Linked DNA regions of Bicyclus anynana: region 2 is linked to region 1. The links are chromatin contacts, called in public Hi-C maps. All regions are on one chromosome and are shown on one strand. The core of a region is the stretch at or near the end of the contact, and the rest is flanking DNA. Distances in the headings are between cores, read along the strand shown.

What was found. A called contact is a pair of places that touch in the nucleus more often than the background predicts.
Region 2: a contact with region 1 is called in a Hi-C map of whole body, with 3 times the contacts expected there. The contact joins the enhancer-like site here to the promoter of LOC112046422 in region 1. A contact is called at or near these places in 2 of 2 Hi-C or Micro-C datasets (whole body and whole larva).

The regions. Positions count from the first base shown.
Region 1 is chr21:11,291,624-11,296,138 of ilBicAnyn1.1, reverse strand. LOC112046422 (protein distal antenna) reads left to right here and starts at 2,235. Exons shown (of 2, transcript XM_024083034.2): 1 at 2,235-2,671. The coding sequence starts at 2,250.
Region 2 is chr21:11,329,082-11,333,596 of ilBicAnyn1.1, reverse strand. No RefSeq gene overlaps it. Among protein-coding and RNA genes, the nearest start is that of LOC112046422, 37 kb to the right of the region's middle. Within about 2 kb of position 2,001, at least 8 of the 8 cell types and tissues checked have open chromatin away from gene starts, as enhancers often do.

The sequences.
Region 1 (4,515 bases), core at 986-3,485:
TTACATTAATTATACATAGGTATAGAAGAGGGCTTGGCTGCAATCATACTTGACAATAAGCGATGATGCAGCCTATGGTGGAACGCGCTTGCCTAGAAGGTGCCTAATCACAATAATGGATTTGAAAAAAAACCTACAACATAGGTCATATACCTATGTTGTAGGTTTTGTAGGTTAATTCACAATTTAGCCCTTGACTACAATCTCACCTGATGATAAGTGATGATGCAATCTAAGATGGAAGCGGGCTATCTTGTTAGGAGGAGGATGATAATCCACACCCCTTTCGGTTTATACACAACGTCGTACCGGAACGCTAAATCACTTGGCGGTACGTCTTTGCCGGTAGGGAGGTAACTAGCCACGGCTGAAGCCTTCCACCAGCCAGACCATTTAAGAAATACCGCAAACGGCACAGCCGGGGATCGAACTCAGGACCACCGTCTAGTAAATCCACCGCGCATACTACTACGTCACGAAGGCCGTCAAAACCGAGGTGGTAGGGAAAACGGAAGCTGGAAGGGCATTCCATAACTTGATAGTGCGAATCAGGAACGAAGAACTGAAACGCTTCATACGCGTCAAAGGGACATCAAGTACGTATGGATGCAGACCTTTGCGATAATTGGCAGTTCTTTGGTAGAAAAGTGAAGAAGGAACTAGATCGAAAACTAGCTAACTACAGTTTTTTTTTTACTTGAGAATGTAATTTACTTGAGAATGTAACTATTTATAATAATTTTACTCATTAAAACATGACAAGTAGATAAATACGTGTAACTACATATCAATAATTTTTTTTTCTTATGTTTCTGTTTTGCTTGTTTTCTTTTATTTTTTATGGTGTATAAATAAAGAGTATTAAATAAATAAAATAAATAAATAATTTAAGACCAAATCATACGAAATCAGAACAATTCTAATAACACTTAGCATTGCATTTAATAGCATACCTATTTATAGATAAAATATTATTCATAATTTTATAATAATTTTAAATTATTACTTTCTCGCGAGATATTAATGTTGCCCGTATTAGATTTCAACGCGAGCGAAGCCGCTGGATCAGCTAGTGATGGTAGACATTGATTAGCAAAACAAAATAATATATTATACTCACGTTATGTTAGAATACAATTATAGTATGAATACTATAATTGTATTAGTATTTTATTAGTGTTATATTAAACTTTCAGCTTTTATTAAATGAAGACGGTCTGGCCACTGCAGATTCTGAGACCACCCAAACTGTTCCCACGAAGTCGGCTACATGGTTTCCTTAACTTTTTTTTTTCAGTTACAACAACTAAGTACCTACCTAGAATAAGTTTGTATATCACTAGTTCGAAATACCTACCCTACAAACTTTCATCTTTGTTTCTACCCCTTTCATTTTTTTTTATTTTTGCGTAAATATGTATGCATGGATAGCCTTGTCCACAGACGTATTTTTTGTATTTAGCAAACAGATAGACAGATTTTTTTAACATTCATACGTAATGCAGCATGGTTAGGTACAGGTTAAAATTGATAATAATATACCTAGAAAAGTTATTGTTTGCAGTTTTACATTCATTAGGTACCTATACCGATTGATTTACCTACCTACCAAATACCAAAGTATTAAAGAAATTCTACAAAAATAGGATCAACTAGGTACTTACACTTACTCGTAATAACTGTTTATACAACAAAAGGTTTTGTTACAAATATTGATGTAGATACCTATCGCACGGTATACTAATTGTATTGTGCCTATGGATATGGATGCCATGGACATTATAGAAAATGTGCTTAAAAAATAGGTAGATAAAAAAAGCCTACCTTTAAAATTTATAAGAACATCCAATTGTGTCGTCTATTGTTTAAAGTAAACGATTATGAGTTTAGGATATAGGATTACGTAGGAACTACCTAAGTAGGTAACTATTCAGATTTTTTAAATAAAAAAATGAAATGAACCGTTTTACTAAGTTACTTAATAAGAAAAGTGTTACTAAACAATATCAAGTTGCAAAATCATAGCATCCAAACATGTTAATTTATTCAGAAATACACAAATAAACAATGCACAAGTTGTAATAATTACGACTATTCACCGCTAACTATTAGTTGCCGAGACAGCCGCGAGACGCACCGAGTCATTACGAGATAAAGTTTAGAAAAGTTGCCGGCGTGCGGAAAAGTTGAGTGAACTTCGGGCGGGCGATAAAACTTTTGCCGTCCGCGATCTTTTCGGTAGAAAGTTGATGCGCGGAGAATTAATTGCGTTAATAAAGTGCGGAGGCCGGTCGCCGGTGTTTACGGCTCGCGGGGTCCGCGGGGCGCGGCGGGGGCGCGGGGGCGCGGGCGGGCGCCGGACGGACACAAAGGAGAGGCGCGGCCGGCGGACGGCGGACCGCGGCTGGCCTTATCACCACCGGCACACAGTCGCCGCGCGCGCCCCGCGACGAACGTATCGTGCCGTGCCGCCGCCCGAAGGACAACTGCCGACCGAACTAGTGTTGCCGTGTTGCGTGATAGTGAGTGAAACCCTAAACTGTGGAACACGTGCCGCGTTTGCGCATACCTGCATCGCTTGTGCCGTTTGTGCCGTGCCGTGCCGTTTGTGCTGCGGCGCAACGGCTGGCTCCGCGAAAATTGTAAACACAACACACGTGCCGGCTCGCAAGTAAGTTGACAACTTTTCACTGCGTTAGTCTGTAAACTCGCTAGACGAATTAATTTTGGCTCCGTTTTTGATTGTTGCACTTATTTTTAAAGTTACGAGTATATCTCTATTGTCATAATCTATCAACATCAACACTTTCCACTGTGTAAACTGTGACTTAAATCACGAGCAAACTTTAAGTAATACTTTTGCAAGTAATCACCAAAGTTTTCATATATTTATTAGATAACACACTAACTGTCTAAGAAAACGAAAATTACTTTGCTGTAACAATTTTTCAAAGGTATTCTTAATTGACAAATTTTGAAAAATTATAAACCACTACATAATTTTCATGGTGTTATAATGATGACTGAATAGCTTTTTCACTTACAGACATTTTGTTTCATTTGCCAATGCAATTTTGCTAAAGTGTTTTTAAAATTAAAACACTTAAGTAAAGTCCTTAATAAAGACATGAAACTTTGCATCTTCCACTTCTTCTTAAATCAAAATATTATATTAATTATGTTAAATTATACTGAAGGAAGCTTTCGTTATCCCAAATGATTTTGAAATATAAATAAATGAGTTATTTTATTATACTAATTCATAGTCTTGATTAAAAATTGAATAATTCTCGCCAGAATAGTTAAATTTTTGCCTAAGAATATGTAAACTCCTAAAAAGTCCTGTCGAAAATGCTATTTTTATATTAAATATCGGATTTTGATTATAGTTCCGTAGGTGTAATGCCGACGGAAAAGTGCGTAAAAAATAAGAATTCAAACTTAGCGCGTTCATTATAGGAAACTTTTCTGAGATTTCTCATTCGTAATCTATAAGACTTGCCATATTCGTACCTAATTACCTAAGCCTATCGAATTTTAGTTCTATCACAAAGTTGACTAAAAATTAACAAAACTATTAGATAACTCCAATCCGTCAATCTTCATTTTTCACTTTGTGCGCCAAAGAAAATCGCCTAATTACTACAGCCAAGTAGTTTTGATAGTTGAAATGTTTTAACTAAAAATCATTCAAATAATTTCAATTTCAATATAAAATATGTAAAACAAAGTAAAATGTACATAAAAGTGGTGTAAATATTGCAATAATAAACATAAGTATGTAATTATAAACGTACGTTTGACCATACCTGGTAATGATATTAATTTCCTATGTTACCTCTAAATTAATAGATAATTTAGATAATTAATGCAAAAGCGATAATCTGACAATAAAAATGGTATTCTATAGAACGTTATAGACCGCATGGTCAAAAACTATAATAGAATTCATTCATAATGCAGTGATTGTTTTGTACACAAAAGTTTATAAAACTAAAATATTATTTCCTGTGACATGCAATGCCATCTGTCGGCGACTGCGAGATGCGTGCGTCGCTTGCAAGGTCACGGTGTCAACGACCCGACAACTTTTGCCGCTTACTGTTGTCGTAGGTCATAATTTTATGTGTTCTTTTTGTTTATCTTTTCGTAACTTTATAGCTTCCCGCGTAAACACATTTATCGTTTTTGCCCAAATACCTATGTTACCTACTGTGTTCGCATGGATGTTTATTTATATTATAAAATCGTTGAATGACTTTTAGCGGTCGTAAAAATCTTTAATCTGCACAGGTCATTGGTACGATATAAAATACAGGTGCAATGATAAACCAAGTTCGATGAACTTTTATACAGGATAATACGAAATTGTTATTCGTTACTCTTAAGGTTAGGTTTATTTTTCGTAATTGGTCATTGATTTAAATTTTCGTACAATATTAAAATAAAATACTTTCGATATTAATAATACGTCTATAAATTATTCCGAAATAGTTTGTGTGTTTATCAAGAACG
Region 2 (4,515 bases), core at 752-3,251, 38 kb before region 1:
TATATTCAAACCTAGTCATCATCCCCATTACCGCGGGGTCGAGTGAGCGGCGCGACGCAGTGACTCAACGGACGCGGCGACGGACGCGACAACGGACGCGCAATCGACGCGCAGTGGACGCGTATATCAGCTGCTGTGTGCTCAAAAGTGGCTCATGTTGCTGCCTAAGCAATTGTTGAAAGTAAGAGCATAATATCTGGGTAAAGTGTCTATTTTCTGATTTGTGCACTTTCCTCCCCGTTTCTTAATAGCATTGTCCAAACTTTAACATCAAACATTTATCATCTATTAAGTCATCAAGGCACGAGTCTGAGAATGAGAATGATTTGAAACGTAGTCAGTAGTCAACCACGCGCATGCCTAGTGTAGATCCATAGACTTGATTCGGAAGAGAGCATAGTTCTGAGTAGAGACAAAATTGTACATGATATTGTAATCTCAAAATCACATGTACACTATTTTGTACTCTGCATTATTCCATTGATTATTCGCTTTAAGATTATTATACAGTGTGTTCTCTATCGTTCAAGCTGACTCGTTTAAATGAATTATAAATTGAGTATCATTGAAAGTGTTTAAAACCGCGTGAAAATCAACCAATCAATGTTTGAATGATTTGAACAAAAAACACGAGAAAATCACAATTTTTCACAAAATTACAACAGTGCTTTTTACCCATTTACCTCATCAAAAACTTCAAAGTGGCATCACGCGAATAAATGGAATTAAACGTTTGCGCGTTATTTATCTAGAATGTTCTCAAAACGTACGCCCATCCGTCTTGTGCCGTAACTCCTGCATTTCACGCGCGGCTGGACGGAGCCGAACTATCTATACCTGCGTTGACTCGCGATCTTATTACCGCGCCGGGAGCAAAAAACACACAAAGGAAGCGGCGGCGGCGAGATTTATGAACGCGCGGCGCCGCGCCCGCGCCCGCGCCCGCTCCCGCTCCGCCCGTACCATACCGTTAGCTAATCCTTCGGGAACGGAATCTATACTAATATTATAAAGCTGAAGAGTTTGTTTATTTGATTGAACACGCTAATCTCAGGAACTACTGCTCCGATTTGAATAATTCTTTCAGTATTAGATAGACCATTTATCGAGGAATTTTTATTTTATCTCCGTGTTCCTACGGGAACGGGAACCACGCGGGTAAAACCGCGCTGCGTCAGCTAGTACAAACATATTTATTTATTTATCCGATTTTAGAGAGCTGTGCTAGCCCAGTGGATATGACTCCTCTTCGATTCGATTTGAATCCGGTCCGGGACTAGCACCTCCAATTCAACTTATATCTCAAACAGTGAAGGAAAAGCATCGCGTGGAAATCTGCATACCATTGAATTTTCTTCAATTTCTAAGTCTGCCAATCCGCGTCTAGCGTGGTGGACTAACCCCTCTCATTCTGAGAGGAGTATCATGCTCAACAGTGAGTCGTTTATGGGTTACTAGCGGACGCCCGCGACTTCGTCCGCGTGAAATTTAGTTTTTCACAAATCCCACGGGAACCATGGATTTTTGCGGGTTGAAAAGTAGCCTATGTGTTAATCCAGAGTAAAATCTATTTCCATTCCAAATTTCAGCCAAATCGCTTCAGTAGCCGCAGCGTAAAGGAGGAACAAACATACTTAGACACTATCACACTTACACAAACTTTCGCCTTTATATTATTAGTGTGATTAATGATTCGATTTTATGACCAATATCCACACGAATTCTTACATTGTTAACTAACTATGGACCTCATCAGAAGGCACTTGGTCCAAAACTTGTACGATGCTTGAGAGTTTTGTGTTACCCGTCTACAGTGAAGATAGCTGTAGTAGGCAGTTTACTTTGATTCAAAATTGCCACTTCAAGCAAAGTTAAATAAACAAGCGAATATGTCAATGTTCCAGCATGTTCGTAACATGGGGCACAGTCGCACTGCGGGATCTTTAGCCAAAAAAAAACGAGAAAAAAACACAAAGGAAGTAACGGCTACAAGCGGCCGGCCTTTCGAAGACGGAGGCGCGGCGCCGCCTGAGGCTTGCCGGCTCGCGGTCGCGCGCCGCGGTGTGCGGGGTATACAGTTCAGTATACAGAAAGGAAATTATTTTATTGTCAGGTAAAAAAAAAACAAGGAAATATATATATAATAATGAAAGCTGTGATAGCCCAGTGGATATGACCTCTGCCTCCGACTCCGGAGGGTGTGGGTTCGAATCCGGTTCGGGGCATGCACCTCCAACTTTTCAGTTGTGTGCATTTTAAGAAATTAAATATCACGTGTCTCAAACAATGAAAGAAAAACATCGTGAGGAAACCTGCATACCAGAGAATTTTCTTAATTCTCTGCGTGTGTGAAGTCTGCCAATCCGTTGGGCCAGCGTGGCAGACTATTGGATTAACCCCTCTCATTCTAAGAGGTGACTCGAGCTCAACAGTGAGCCGAATATGGGTTGATAATGATGAATGATAATTATTGTTCTAACCAAATAAAGGTCTCCCACTCAGCATAGAGCTACAGCTAAGTAACTGCTGAGTTTAGTAGATTTTTAACCCCGAAAACTGTCAGATGCGAGATCCTCATATAAATGTCCCACACACACGCACACGGGAGCCACGCTAAACCCACAAAACGCTACCACCGACCGCTTTACTGTAATTTTCATACATTTTAGGACTCACCGCACACGCCACAAAACACCGCTTCTAGCTTTAGGTGGCGGCGTTTGTGGTTGTGGCGTTTGCGGCGACACAAGATTTAGTGCTTAATACTTTTGTGTTGTTTATACTCAAACCAAACTCTATTACTCGTTCAAATGCTATTAATTTTTAGCAAATTGTTGACTACACTGCATTTGCCTGCAAAGATTTACATCCAACCGTTCACTAATATAAAAACATGTTGATCAACTTCAGCTATAGCGCCGAACCTCAGTTCAATTCAAGACAAAGTCTTCCTGAACTGTAAACTAGCTAACCCGTGTAAGATGGGAGCACGCACACACGTAAGCGATGCGCGTAGGTGTCGATACGCGGAAGTGATAGAACAGCTTGTTTGCTTGTGTGCTCGCGTTGCTTAACTAACGTACCATCCGCGCCGACAAATGCGGCGCCTTTTCACAACTGCGCTGCGAGCTGCGGAAAATAAGGTCTTTAATGTTGTTGGGTAGGTAGAGAGGTACTCTTAGTTCGTTTGAAACCTAACGAACGCAAGGCATTGTGTTAGGTTATGTGTTTATCAGTGAGTATGTTTGTTCCTTTGCGACCAACGATCTTCTATTAAAAAGTGGATGCACAATCAGCGACCAAAAAACGTCCCCACACAATGTGCCAAACACAACTTCTTGGCACTTAATTCAAGTAGTCGCATTTGGAAATTGAAAAAAATCAACTTTAAACTCAATCCTTAAGGTTGAATTTGGTCTGAATTTGGGATTGTATTAAATATTGGACTATATGGCCTCTAAGTATAATTTTCTTTACCAATAATTGTAAAACTGTCAAAGCAAAATTCGCCAGTTTTTAAGTGAAATTTTCTACGTGCATCCTTTTATTATAAGAGGTCGTCAATGTTTGGGACCCGTTTAAACACTAGCCTAAGCGCTGTAAGTTCTGTGTTTGTGATGCTTTAACAGTCCTGGATGAGCCTGAGTATAAGATATTTAAGCAATTACTCAGCGCATACCGTCTAGGCACCAACGTGGACTGAGAAAAAAATCAACACACAAAAGTCAAAGCAATTTTAAAATCGAAAAGTGTTGTCGATCGTCCAAAAGACATGCGTTGACACGAATTAAGGGGTTTTAAGGGTTCCAGGAAAGACGATTCGGGCACAGTTTTTGTCTCGCATCTGCCCACTAAGGGTGCATGCACAATTGACGTAAAGTGACTACTTTTCAAGTGTGAACGTAGAGACAATAAACATTTTTTAAAGTTAAACTTGTTTACGCGTTGACTTGGAGTGTAATCTGGTTAATGCGTTACGAAGTGTACCACGTCTTCTCCTACCCCCACTAGGCCACTAGGCCACGTTTAATCCGTGTTAGTTATTAATGAATAACACTTATATGCCGTGAGAGCCCAATAGATATTCCAACTTTTCAGTTGTGTGCATTATAAGAAATGAAACATCACGAGTCTCAAACGGTGAAGGAAAAACATCGTGAGGAAACCTGCATACCAGAGAATTTTCTTAATTCTCTGCGTGTATGAATTCTTCCGAGACCGACTGACCGAGAAGGTATTGCACTGGTACCCACGTGACGAGCGCCAGTCGAGAGGCCGGCCAAAAAGACGCTGGCGCGACGACATCGTCGACGCAGCGGGGACCACCTGGACAAGGTTGGCGAGAGACACAGAAACATGGAAAAGGATGGAGGAGGCCTATGCCCAAAAATGGGCGTTTCAATAATAAATTGACATTTAAAGCACTGATGTAAACCTGTAGAACTAACTATCTTTGACTAAACTAATAGTGACAATGACGAAGAATTTTTCTGACGTAAGACATTTAATAACATT